Linked DNA regions of Strix aluco: region 2 is linked to region 1. A link is a contact called in public Hi-C data. All regions are on one chromosome and are shown on one strand. The core of a region is the stretch at or near the end of the contact, and the rest is flanking DNA. Distances in the headings are between cores, read along the strand shown. Region 1 holds the start of RPL30 (ribosomal protein L30). Region 2 holds the start of MTDH (metadherin).

The links. A called contact is a pair of places that touch in the nucleus more often than the background predicts.
Region 2: a contact with region 1 is called in a Hi-C map of heart, with 6 times the contacts expected there. The contact joins the promoter of MTDH here to the promoter of RPL30 in region 1. A contact is called at or near these places in 2 of 2 Hi-C or Micro-C datasets (brain and heart).

What each region holds. Positions count from the first base shown.
Region 1 is chr1:24,657,468-24,663,978 of bStrAlu1.hap1, reverse strand. It overlaps RPL30 (ribosomal protein L30), which reads right to left and starts at 3,214. Exons shown (of 5, transcript XM_074815272.1): 1 at 3,139-3,214; 2 at 2,998-3,048; 3 at 1,827-1,972; 4 at 590-720. The coding sequence starts at 3,018.
Region 2 is chr1:24,873,286-24,879,796 of bStrAlu1.hap1, reverse strand. It overlaps MTDH (metadherin), which reads left to right and starts at 2,342. Exons shown (of 12, transcript XM_074815330.1): 1 at 2,342-3,049. The coding sequence starts at 2,645.

The sequences.
Region 1 (6,511 bases), core at 1,965-4,464:
CTGTATCAGGAACTTGAGCAACCCTGGGACAAAGAGTGCTACCAAACCATAGTAAATACACACAGACTTACAGTTTTAAAATGGAATTTTTAATTTAAGTTTTCAACCCTGGATTAGTATCCACCTGCATATAGGTTATTTTTGTGTATATATCATTCTGGGAAGCAAAACCGCTCACAATCCTGCCTTAGATTAAGATCAGTCAAATAAGGTTGATATAAACAGCACGTTGCACAAGCTCATATTCTAACTGATGGGCTCAGAAACATGTACCATAAAGTTGCTTCCCAGCCACTGAAACCTCATTACAGACCAACAGGTAGACAAAATGAATGCTCACAGGATTTAGCAGTAAAAGAAGCCATATGCAAACATAACCAGCTGTAATTCCAGGTTCTAAGAACCTAGGACTCACAGAAGAACAGGATCTTGGTCAGAGAAAACTATAATTAAGAGTTCAACCTGACAGAAAAGAACAGCAAAGTGTGTCATCATCCCTGCATGTTACTTGCTCAGTGCTGCTACTCACAGGTGAACAGAGGAACCATTGATATGTCCCCACTTGGTCACTATACTGCAAGAGACATACCTGGGTCAATGATGGCCAGTGTGCACACTCTGTAGTATTTTCCGCATGCTGTGCCCAGTTCGATGTTGTTGCCACTATAATGATGGACACCAGTCTTGGCAAGCATAGCGTAGTACTCAATCTCTGATTTTCTGAAATTCAAAAACTATGTGTTACAGTACTGACAAATGATTCTGATTGACTATAAAACAGCGAGAGCAGCTTTAGCTCCAATCACACTTAAACTTTACACAGTTTTCCTTCCCACCCAGAAAAACGCATCTGCTCCTTGCCAGACAGCATCACTACTGTGTTGTGGCTCAGGAACCCTTATCCAGAAGTGTGCTGAAGGTATGCAATGGCAAACCCACTTCTGGAGTGCAAATCCTTGAGGTTGCTCCTACACATGTTCATTTCTACAGGGAAGAAGGGGATTCAGGACTTCCAGACTTCCAAAAGGCTGTAGGAGCTACGCCAAAGTACATACATGACAACCATTATTAATGCAGATACCCAGTGGCTGCTGAACAAACATCTGGCTGCTGCTAGCTGTTAAATAAACTACCTTGCTTTAAAAAAAAAAACAAAAAAAATTCAATCTACATTCCCTTCTCTTGTGACTTCCACCAGGAGATTCTAGTGGTCAATACTGTTCCTCGAGCACTTTTGGGATTCCCACTAACATGCTGCCTACTGTAACAGTCCTGCCATTTCTCAAGTATCTAATTTTGGTTTTCTGCATTTAGTTTCTTGAATATGTTACTATCTCTCGATGACAAAAAGGGCCAGAAATTCAACAAGGAAATTGTCAGGAAGTTAGTGAAGATTTCATTCTCAAAGAAGCAATTTCACTGACCAGGAACCTAAATTTATAACTTATTTGGACAGCAAATTTTGTGTTCTTCAAATATTTCAAATCACTGTCAATTACTAGTTTTCTTACCTGTAAAATTATTTTCCAAGACAGTACTTTGAAAAAACATAGGAATTCAGTCCCATTATACTTTTAATGAATGCTATCACAGCGTGAAAAGCTTACAGTATCTTCACTAGTGCAAAACTCTGTGAATTAGAAAGCTAGAAAAATCTTGGAAAGCATTTCAACTCATCCAGATGCGAAATCATTATATATCAAACAATCCATCACTTTTATTTCACAGCACTCTGGAATATGCCAAAGTACTCTGCATTAATAATTCACTGTAGCAATTAACATGACGTACATACCATAGAATTGTTTTTTCATATATCTGCTTACCTCAAAGCAGGACAGTTGTTGGCTAGGATGACCAACTTGGCTTTGCCCTGCCGAATCATTTTCAGAGTCTGTTTGTATCCTAGCACATATTTACCACTTTTCATAACCAGCTGAAGTCTAGAGTTTATGGACTCTAGGGACTTTTTCTGAAAAAGATGTAAAAAAGGATTATAGTATGTTACTTTACATTTTGCAAAATGACAGAGACCATAAGAAATTAACAAATTCCAAATACAAGCAATCATTTAATAATTTCCCTATAGTTTGCAATGCAGAATAAGAAAAGCCAGCCTACCACATAAGTATGGGAAAGCTTGTGGACAAGAGGGTTGCCAGTTGGGAACTGTTAATGTTGGGTTGATGGTTGGACTGGATGATCTGCCAACCTAGACAATTTTGTGATTCTGTGATTCCCAACTTCATAAAAATACTTCTTACCCATGTATCTTATAACAGGAAAATACATCTTAAAACATTGTTGCTGCGATCTACATTAATCAGTAACATCCGGGTGTATTTGACAAACAAAAAAGCTCAGCTAGTCAAGTCCAATACTACTTCTGCCTTGCAAATTTAAGCCAGGTTTGGAGTCTGTTTGTCTCTTCCTAGGGCACACACTAGTAGCGTTATATCAGTTAGCAGAAACAAGTAATCACACGCTGTACAAGCTGACACTCCCAACGGGAGAGCATGGTACTCATGACAACAGGTAAATTCATTTGCAAGGACGAACACCTTCAGCCAACAAGAAACCCGTACTTTCCAGAGTCGCTCTAAGAGAAGGGCAAGAACATGACAGGAAATACAAAAGCTGAGCTCCAGCCGCACCGGGAACTCAGCGCCAGCTCCCCCTTCCTCCAGCTGGCACAGGCCCTGTAAGCAGCCCGGGAGAGTCCACAGGAGGGAACCGAGATCAGAGAAGCCGGTGGGAAGCGGCCGCAGGGTGCGGCTAGCAGCCTGCCCAAGGAGGGCACGGCCCGAGCTCTGAGAGCCGCCACAGGCGTCTCCGGCTGTGCCCAGGGCCCCCCACCGCCCCAGACCCTGCCGGGGCCCACTCTGCCTCCCCGCAGCGCGACCCGCCCCCCTCCGCCGCCCCGTCCCGCGCAGCGCCCGCCGCTGGCGGAGGCCGGGCCGCCGCCACGTGAGCCCGGCGCGGCCGGCTCCCACTCACCGTCTTCTTCGCGGCCACCATGTTGCTGCCTCGCGTCGCCTCGGGCGGTAACTGGAACACAGGAGTGAACGGGGGGAGGGATTAGCACCCGGCAGCGGCCCTCCGCGCCCGCCCGCGCCGCCCCGGCCGAGCCCCACTCACCGGAGACGCGCCGCCAAGATGGCCGGGCAGCCAGAAAGGAGTGAGCTCCCACAAGACATCGCGGATCCCCGCGCGGCAGCTCTCGCGAGAGCCGCGCGCAGCCGCCGCGCCCCGCCCCGCCCTCCGGCCAATACGCCTGCGCCCAGCCACGGCGGCCAGCACGGGTTGGGGGGGGAGAGCAGCGAGCCCTCAGGAACCGGGCCGCCGCCATAACTGCTGGGCTGGGCCTCCGCGGGTAAGGGGTTGCATCGCCGCCCGTCTCCCTTCGCCCGCCGCACAGTCTCCCGTGTTTCACAGAGCGATTTTAAATGCCCTTCTTCCCGTCACAGCCTTGCGGAGGCTTCAGGTGCTGATCAAGGAACCCCCTTGCAGGGAGAGTCCCAAAGGGCCTGAGCCTCTGGACTGTCACTTCTGCCACAGGGCTGATGTGGAACATTATGGTATGGAGAAAATAAATCTCTTCGGCATCACAAGCCACTGGAGCAATAGACACAGAGGCTGGTCTGACTCCATGTCACCCTGCTGTAGGTGCTGATCACACTGGCTTTCTCTAAAGCAGCAGTGCCTGCATTTTGCTAGGCCCGACAGTGTCTGCCTGCCTCTATAACTCTGCACTGTGGTCATAAATAAACTGTCCCGATGAGATGCAGCCCCAGACTGAGCAAACACCTGGATTTCAAGCATTAAGCGTGCCACTGAGCTTGGGAATAGCTCTGGGCCTGAGACTGCCCACGTTAGTGGGTTCAGCTTGGGTTGTCCTTAGTAAAGCTCCCGGGTTTGCTGGGGGCAATGGCACTTCTCTCCCACCTCGCTGTGCGGTGGCCTTGGCCCACATGAGAGCAGCTCTGTCCACTGCTGTGCTGGAGTCACAGTGCAGGGAAACCTCCTCCTGGCCCCTGTGGGCTCTGGAAACCAATGGCTTGAAAATTAGCTTGCTGAACACGCATGCGCAAGCTATGAACATGGTTATGACATGAAGTTCTCAGTTTCAGGCTAAAAACAGTTATCACTCTGACAGTGGTGTCCAGCCTAGGACAGACACCCCAGGTTGGAGCAGGGAGGAGCAGCGAGCACCACTCCAGCTGGCACCTGCCTGGGCATTGCGGGGATGAGCAAGGTGGGTGTTCAGGGTGTGAGTTTGGGGGATTATCCTGTGACAGACCTCAGAAGGAGGCCCAGGGGTCCACCCACAGGACAGCAAGTCTTCTGGTATGACTTCATGCTCTTAGGACACACCGCACCAGAAGGGTACCCCAGAAGAATTTAATTTTCTTATGACATTACAAAGCTAGCGTAAAAGCTTTTCTAGGTTTGCCTGGGTTAGCACATGCATGGGAGGATCTTGTGCCTGTTGGCTTGAGGAAGTTTGATGCCTTTGCTGATATGGGATATGTAGCAACAAACTAAAAAAGCTGATCCAAAGCATGTTGTATTCAGTTATTCTAGTATGCTTGTATTAATAAAGCTTATTTCAAATAGGGGGAATAATTTATAGCAATATACTGTTATGCCTTTCTAGTGGCATGGCTACCTCCATGCTACCTTTTTTCTGGTATATGATCACACACCTTACCGAAATATTTATAAGAGGATAACCTTCTCAGTGACAAGCAGCCTCTGGTCAAAATGCACACCATCATCCCAACTATTTTTTCTGTGTAGATGCGGGGTAACAACCTTAGGTTTTGACAGATTAGTTCAAGCACCTAGATTAAGATCTAAACTGCTAACACCGAGATAAAGATGAAATAAAGGTATGTTAGAAAAAATATCACCAAACTTAAGTGGAGCTTAAATATCCCAGGTGAAACTCAGACATTGGTCCATCTTTTATTGTAAAGTCCTCTGGGAATAATTTCTAGATTAATCACATATAAATATGTACTATATCAATAATAATAAAAAAAGCGCTACATTTTGATGTGTCTTATTAGTCCAATTTCACTTACTGAAATAATTTTCAGCCCTTTACAGAGTATAATTAAATCAATCTTGAAGTGTACTTCAAACTTTTATTTTCTTTGGTAGCTGAAAACTAAACTCCATTTTGCATCTTATTTTCTTCTTGTTTCGCTTCCTCTCTGTGCCCCAGCACTCAGGTGCATTGCTGTTATTCCTACCATCAAATTGTGACTTTGCTTTTAATTCTTTAAACTTTTACCTGGTTGGTTGTGGTCAGGTGAAACAGTCATCTTTTCTTGCTTGTTGTAATTACTAGCAAGAGAATATAAAGCTCAGTGGGCCTCGTGAAGTCCTCGGTACAATTCCTTTCGATTATGCCATGTTTTATGTGATCCTGCAAAATGTGGGAGCCGTGCACAGCTCCGGAAGAGGGAGCTGTTTTCAAAGGTACCCTTGCAACCTCCGCTCAAATTAGGAGAGAATAAAATACTCTCCTTAAGAGTTTATAAAACTAGTTCTTCCCAGTGATGTGTTTTTAAAATAACCCTGCATTTCCTAAAGATTTTTGTGACAGACACTTTGGTCATTGGACCCCAAATTCTGTCCCTAAATCTGGGTGGTATAAGGATCAGTGGGGGGAAATAGATGCAGAAATGGGCACTATTGTCTCTCACCCCCCAAATCGCTCTTCTGTGGCCATGAAGACCTCTCCTGGGGGTCTGTGGTCCATAAAATGTCCTTTATAAAGGCAAAGGGCCCCAAGTCAGATGAAAGCAACACTAAAAGGAAGAAAAGGCTTTGGCCCCACCAACATTCCTTAAACAGTATTATACAGCCACTCGTCTGTTAAAAATCAGCAGCTGGGAGTGAATGGGTATTTACAATGCAGGTGTTTGAGAATTAAAGCATGGGGGAAGGCACATCAAGCAGAGTTTGGCACCCAGGCACCCCCTGCAGGGGATGCTGAGCTCCCCTCCACGACAAGGCCATGATACAGCAGGAATAAAAGGAGGGAAGGAGCAAACATCAACATCTCCAACAAACAAATCTCAAGATGGAGAGACCCAGGGAGCCGCTGGCAACCTTGGGAAAAGCAGCATTACTTCTTCCAGCACTAACAGCAGGTACCATGGCCGCAGCCAGCCCTCCTGCCTGCCCCACTGGCCACACTCAGCCAGGGAGATCAATTCCTTCACATGCTGACTCAGGTATTACTCTGGCTCTGCAGGCTGGTGTTGAAAGAACGCAGTGGGAGCCCAGCCATCATTTAATGCACAAAGGCTCCACTTTATTAGTACTCACACTTCTTTTATATCCACAATAATTAGTTCATACATATTGCAAAAAGCGAGCTCCTTATAGGTTGCTAAGGTTAGATACATTGGTTGCTAAGGTTAAATACCAATCTCTCCCTTTATGATTTCTGCAAGGCCTTCTACATAGTCCTGCTTCTGTTCTTTGTTCTTCTTTG
Region 2 (6,511 bases), core at 1,093-3,592, 220 kb before region 1:
TATTAAGACCTTTGAAGCTTAATACTAGACTAAGTTAGTATGAAATAGAACATTTGCTTCGTTTGATGAGTACTGTCAGAGTAGCATGTTTGTTCCCACCATTTTTAAAGAGTCACACAAACTTTCTTCAAAATATTTCAATTTGCTACAAATTGTATCTCGATTTATGGCTATATCTCATTAGTTCGGAATAAAAAGATATTTAGTACGTTCAGCTTAATTTGCTTCACCAGCCAAATCAAACCGAAAGTGGCTACTTTCAAGAGAGGATCTTTTTTTTTTTTTCCACACAAATCTGTTTCCTACGGCTGCTCGGCTATTCACGACACTGCCACTCGGTGGTGCCACGGTGCTGCATTTAGAAAGCTTCAACGGGTCTTAAACTCAATCACTTGTATTGTGGAATTCAACCCCACCAAGTTCCTCATGTTTTCTTTAAAATGAACAATATCTACTGTTCTATGGCCTCGGTTTAAAGAAAAAAAAAAAAAAAAACAACCAAACAAAAAACCCCACAACATCCACTGTAGCTGAATCATGCTTTCAAATGCGTTAGGCATATTTTTTCAGCTAATGTATTTAGAACTGAAACAATGTGACCACTGTTCCATCACCTCTATCTATATAGGGCAATATCTTAAACAAAGAAACTACTTGCAGAATAATTTATTTGGCATGTTAGGGTGGCTGAATTGTGCAACAACCAGTACAATGATACTTAATATTTTCCGATAAATGTGTATGGTCTATGCTAAAGCACAAAACGCTTATAAAAAAATAAAGTATTATGACTTTGAATTTAAAAAAAAATCCTCTAAAAGCATATAAATGTCTACCAGTAAAATGCTCTGCCTGAGATTGTTGCTACCACTACTTCCAGCAATATCCTTTGTTCCAACTGAAGTCAATTAGAAAAGCAGGACTTGACTGCCTGTTGGCATCATAAAAACCAATTTGGACTTAGAAGCAATTTGTGAGTACTTTACTAAAAAACTTTGAAAGCAGTAAAAACATAAAAATACTTGTATGTGATATATTGACTTTACAAAACAAAGTTATGTGCATATGAAGGCCGTGTAAGCTACCACTGTGCTGTTTAGACAAATTTTATTTTACTACAATTTAAATTTCAAGTGTCCCATGCAGATTTCAATGCACTGAACCCAGATATTTTTCTAGCAGGCTATGAGAGGGGTACATTTTTTGTAAGTAGAATTGCAAATTGAAAGAATGGGATTTCCAGCAACACACCACTGCAGAAGACTATAGTCAGTGTAAAGTCACTTGACATTGCCAGCTCTGAGGTTCTGACAGTTCAAATTCTGCAGAAGCTCTGGATGCCGTGAGACCGATTTCCGAAAAATTATTATGTATATTTGGGGTCAAAATTTTAGGGCTTATTGTGGGGAAATGCAGTTTTGGAGTTCCTAATGACAAAACAATTCCCACTGTTATATACACAGCTGTATTTTTCACAAAGTTAATTTGATGCATTAAAGCCAGTTTGTGGGAGTTAAGATCTCAGAAAACATGGCTCGTTAAAAATATCTATGTTGTTATACTGCCTAGTATTTTTAGAAATAACTAAAAGCACACTTTCTTGTTGTTGCAACATTTTGAAAGGCCTTCTCTGCAGGAGAGATGGCCTCTGCGGGGCCCTGATCCCGGCCTCTGAGGCCTGACAGGAAGGCGCCTCCACCTGCAAGTCCCAGAGGCCTCTGGCATGGCCCCAGGGCTGATCCTGGACTTACACCGGGGGTAACAGCACCCACAAACCGGCAGTTAACGCATCCGCACCGGAGCCGCGCCACCTCCTTGGGGCAACCGCAAACTAAAATAGAGCTGACCGGCGACCGATACGTGGAAATGCACCCACGTTGCCGCGGGTCTGGGAAGGCCCGGCCGGGGCTGGGACACGAGGGGGCGGCCCGCTCCGCGCAGCGCCGCACGTCCTGCAGCACGGGCATGTTTCTGTGGGGGGTGCCCACAGGGGAAGAGGCACGGCCCGCCGAAGCGGCGGGAGAGGCCGACAAGTGGCCGCTCCTCAGGCCGCCGTCCCCGGGCGCAGCCGCCCGCCCGCCCCATCATGGTGCGAGGAGCCGCGGGGTCTCCCGCCCCGGCCGCAGGGGCGGCGCCAAGCCGCCCCTCGGCCCCCCCGGCCCCCGCCCCTCTCGCTGGCTGCCACGTCGAGGTTGCTCCCCGCACCGCCCCTCGCCTTCCCTGCGGCCGGCACCGCCCTGGGCAGGGCGGGGCGGAGGAGGAGGAGGAGGAGGAGGAGGAGGACGCGAACGCCAGGCGGCCGCTGAGGAGGCGGGAGAGCTCCGCCCCGCGCGCGGCGGTGATGGCGGCGGCGCGCTGCGGCAGCGGCGGGCGCTCGGCGGGGCGGTGACGTTTGCGCGTGAGGCGGAGGGCGGGGAGGAAGAGGAGGAGACCCGGGCGCCTCCGGGGCTGAGGCGGCTGCGTCCCGCCGAGGCTCCGCTCGTGTCCCGTCCTCCCCTCACCCACCCCCCCCCCCCCCACCCCCACCCCTGGCGGTTCCGGCTCGGTCAGGCGAGCGCGGCTCTCCTGAGGCCGCGATGCGCTCGGCCTGAGCGCTCCCTCGCCGCCCCGCCCGGTCTGGGCCTCTGCGGGGCAGGGGGCCGCGATGGCTGCGGGGAGCTGGCAGGAGGCGGCGGCCCAGCAGGCCGAGGAGGCGGCGGCCCGGGTGCGGGACGTCCTGTCGGGCGGCCTGGGCCTGCTGCGCGCCGAGCTGGGCCTCGAGCTGGGCCTCGACCCGCAGGGCCTGCCCACCTGGCTCGCCCTGGTGGTCCCGGCCGCGCTGGGGCTGGGGCTGCTGGGGCTGCTACTGGCCGTGGTCTGCGGAGGCGGCCTCCGTAAGAAGCCAACGCGGGGCGCGGCGGAGAGGAAGGGCGACGAGGCGGCCGGCGCGGGCCTGACAGCCGGCGGGGGCCAGGGCAAGGCGGCGGGCCCGGGCCCCGGGCAGCTGCACCTGAAAGGCGACGAGCAGAAGAAACGAAACAAGAAGAAGCTGCCGGAGAAAACGGCGCGGGTGAGAGGGGCTGCGAGGGCCGCGCCGCTCGGGAGGGGAAGGGGTGAGGACACGGTGGGGCGGCGGAGGCGGCTGGGCCCGGGCGGGGGAGGGGGGATGAAAGGCTCCTTGACAGCCTCTCGACGGGGACGGCGGCGGGGTTTGCAGTGGCACCCGGCCGGGCGCGGCGAGTCCCCTGCGGGAAGGTGCGGGCGGGCAGGTCGCGTCTGGCCAGCGGCCCCGAGCGCGGCTGCTTGTCCCCAGTGCCCCCCGCTCGGTGAAACGGCTGCCGGTCAGATAGGCACCGGTGAGAAGGGGGAGGACCGGCCGCAAGGCTCGGGGGCCATAGAGCTCCCCCCGGGCCGCCGTGCGATTCACCTGGGTGATACTTGCCTGTGGCAGGGACGCGGGCGTCCTGACTGTCTGCTCTGGAGCTGTCTCGTGTCGTCTGGGTTAGTCGGTTGCTTTGAAAACCTGGAGGAGCAGCGCGCACACACGGAAATTACACGTTTAGTAGTCCTGAGTGATGAGGAAAACGCTCGTTTCTTTTTAGAAGCTTTTTAATGGAAGCAAGAATTACAGGAAAGCGTTATTTTTTTATTATTTGAATGCTTGCAGGGTTAGGAAGCAGTAGTTGAGACTTAAAATTTCAAGCCATGGGTTGCAGTCCAGGCGGGTATAGACTGTTGGAAGCAGCATTGTAAGCCCCATAAATGCTGTGATGATTCAAACTTGAGTAAGGCTTTTTGTGTTGTTTTTTTGACAGAACATGTTAACTGCTCATGTGGTGAGCTTGCCTCAGTAGGAATATGTCTGTTTTATTTGTTACAGTAAGGATCATCTCCTTTAATAAGGAAATCTGTATCTTAGCAGCCCCTGAAAAACAGATCATTCCTGTCGTCTTTTTTTTTTTTTTTAAATCCTCAGGATGTGGTGTGGGAACCTTCCATCTTCGACAGTATGCATGCACTTCATGAGAATATTAGTAGAATGCAGAAACTGTCAACTGTCCTTTTAAAGCCTCCAGTTATCGTAGTTTTGGGGCTTGAAGGGATTGCTTCTATAGCTTTGATATTGTTAGTATGTTTGTAATCCTATTTATGTCCAAAAGGATTATAGGAATGAAAGTGAAGCAGATGTCCCCTGCCTGTTACAACTGTGTCTTTTAATTAAATCTTGGTCTATAGTATCCTAAATTGTTTACCTAATGACCAGAAAAGGAGAGGAAAATGGGTTTGTACCTTCATTTGAGTCTGGCAGTACTGACTTGAGAAGTTTGGGTTGTTTGTTTGTTTTGTGGTTTGTTTGTTTGTTTGTTGAGAAGTTAAAGCTAGAATATCTTAAAGAAAAAAAAAAAAAAAAAGTCTGCATATACCACCAACCTGTCTTTGAGCAGTGAACTGCTGAAGTTGATTCTGGAAGTTGCAAGAGACTGAATGCTGAGCACCAAGAAGAGGAAGCATTGTGATTCAGAATCTTTCCAGTGTAGCTAGGTCTCCATTTTGGAGAAGACATGTTAAAGATGCTTTTTTTTTTTTGTCATCTTCTACATCTTGAAGGATTTGCTGTTTAAGATCTGTTATGCCTTCTTGAAAACAAAGACTAATCCTAGAAATAATTTAGGTATTTCTTGGTTTATTTTCTTTAAACTCCAGTATAAAAACAAAGCATAAACTCTTGCAAGTCATCATTGAAGACATTAAAAAATGTCTCAACAGAAGATACAGTGAAGAGGTTAGATACACTGTTAACTTGACAAAGATCTGTAGTGCAGGGCTTCATAAAAGCAACTTTGTATTCATTTTATGTAAAAACTAACTGATATTTTTGGTGAATATAAATACTTGCACTGTTTCAAGCTTGGTTCACTCAGGCACAAAATAAAGTTAAGGCTATGTCAGAGCAAATATTTTCATAATTAAGAGTAAAATAGTTTTTCAGCTGTCATTCTGTATTGTTAAGATTTTTGAAGATTTTTTGTTATAGTACTTTGTATTCATTATTTCCAAGCAGAGGTGGAAGAAGAACCCTACCTTTTCCAAAAAGAAAATGCACAAACTGAAGCATTAACTATAGTGCAAATAAGTTTATACCAGTGGCAAAGTTTAATACGCCTGCCTCATGCTCATTTTCCAAGATAAGCTCATAGAGACCTGTATTAGCATGTCCCAATATTTTCTGACTTTCACATGAAAAATTCTCAAAATAACATTGGAAATTTAAAGATGCAACAAAAATGCTTACTGTTTGCTGCCTAGTCATTTTTGTCTTGTGTTTTTGTACGCTGGGATACTAATGCTGAGGTCTGTGAAGGGAAAAGAGTAAGCCTATTGCCAGTAGATTTACTACAGGATTTGCTGTGCCAGAGTCTAGATTTCCATTGCGGGCATTTCAGAAAGCTTAGAGCAACTGGTCTGTAGCATTAAAGAGCATGCTACAGATGTCTAATTAAAAGCTGTAGGGTTACTTTAATACAGAGTTACTGAGCTCATTGTATGGCAGATGATGCATAGCTCTCATCAGTCGGGATCAGAAACGTTCTTCACTGTACCCTTTCTGAGGAAGAGTAGTATTGCTTTGTTTCTTGCACATGGCTTTACTCAGTTCCTGTATAGGTAGTGTACAACTTACCCGATATTTTTAGTAAAATAAGTTTAGTTGAATAGCACTGCATTGACTGGATACAGTAGCAACTATGACATTCTGTTTATCTACTTGCTATGGGCAGACTGAGGAAAAAAAAATAAAGCTGAAACGATACAGCATTCATTAACACTATAGTTGACAGAGCCAGTTCTGGCTTTCTCCAGCTGCTTGGAGCAAGGTAGTATCATGGTATCCTTACTTTAGATTCTGTGCAGTAAACCTGAAGCCCTTTCTCCCATTTTTTTTTTCTTTTTTCCTTTTGTTTTTTAGCTCCTGGCAGGGGCAGAGCTCTTTGTCTCCTGTCACAGTGTTCTTTGGCCCCTGTTAAGAATTTTTTTTCTTTCCAAAAATCTCTTGATCTTTAATTCCTTTCCCTTTTGAATAATCGTTGTGCCTCTCTTCTACTTCTTAAACCTTCAGCAGAAAAAGGTGAAACAGTTCTTATGTGGTTTCTCTACAATCTGCAAAACACTGTAGAAGTTTGAGAGTAATCATCCTCTACTCTGCTACAGCTTTAGAAAGCAATTCATACCATCTATTTGTAGATGCAGAAAATACCAAATTGACTATGTACTTCCTGTTGTTTGAAGTACACCTGGACAGTAAACTCTACACGTTTTAGTAAAAGCATTTGCATTCATTTGAGAGGGTTTCCTAATTGGTCCGCTTGAAAGAACTTTTCAGGCTATGGCTGTTTTATGCACTTAGAGATAGATTGCATAAAGACTTTTTCATACTTTCAGCATACGTGTGTTTGTGTATATATCAATTGTCAAACTGCAGGAGAAGCAGGGCTGTAGGATTCTCCAGTGCTCAAAGAAAAAATTGCTTAGTTTC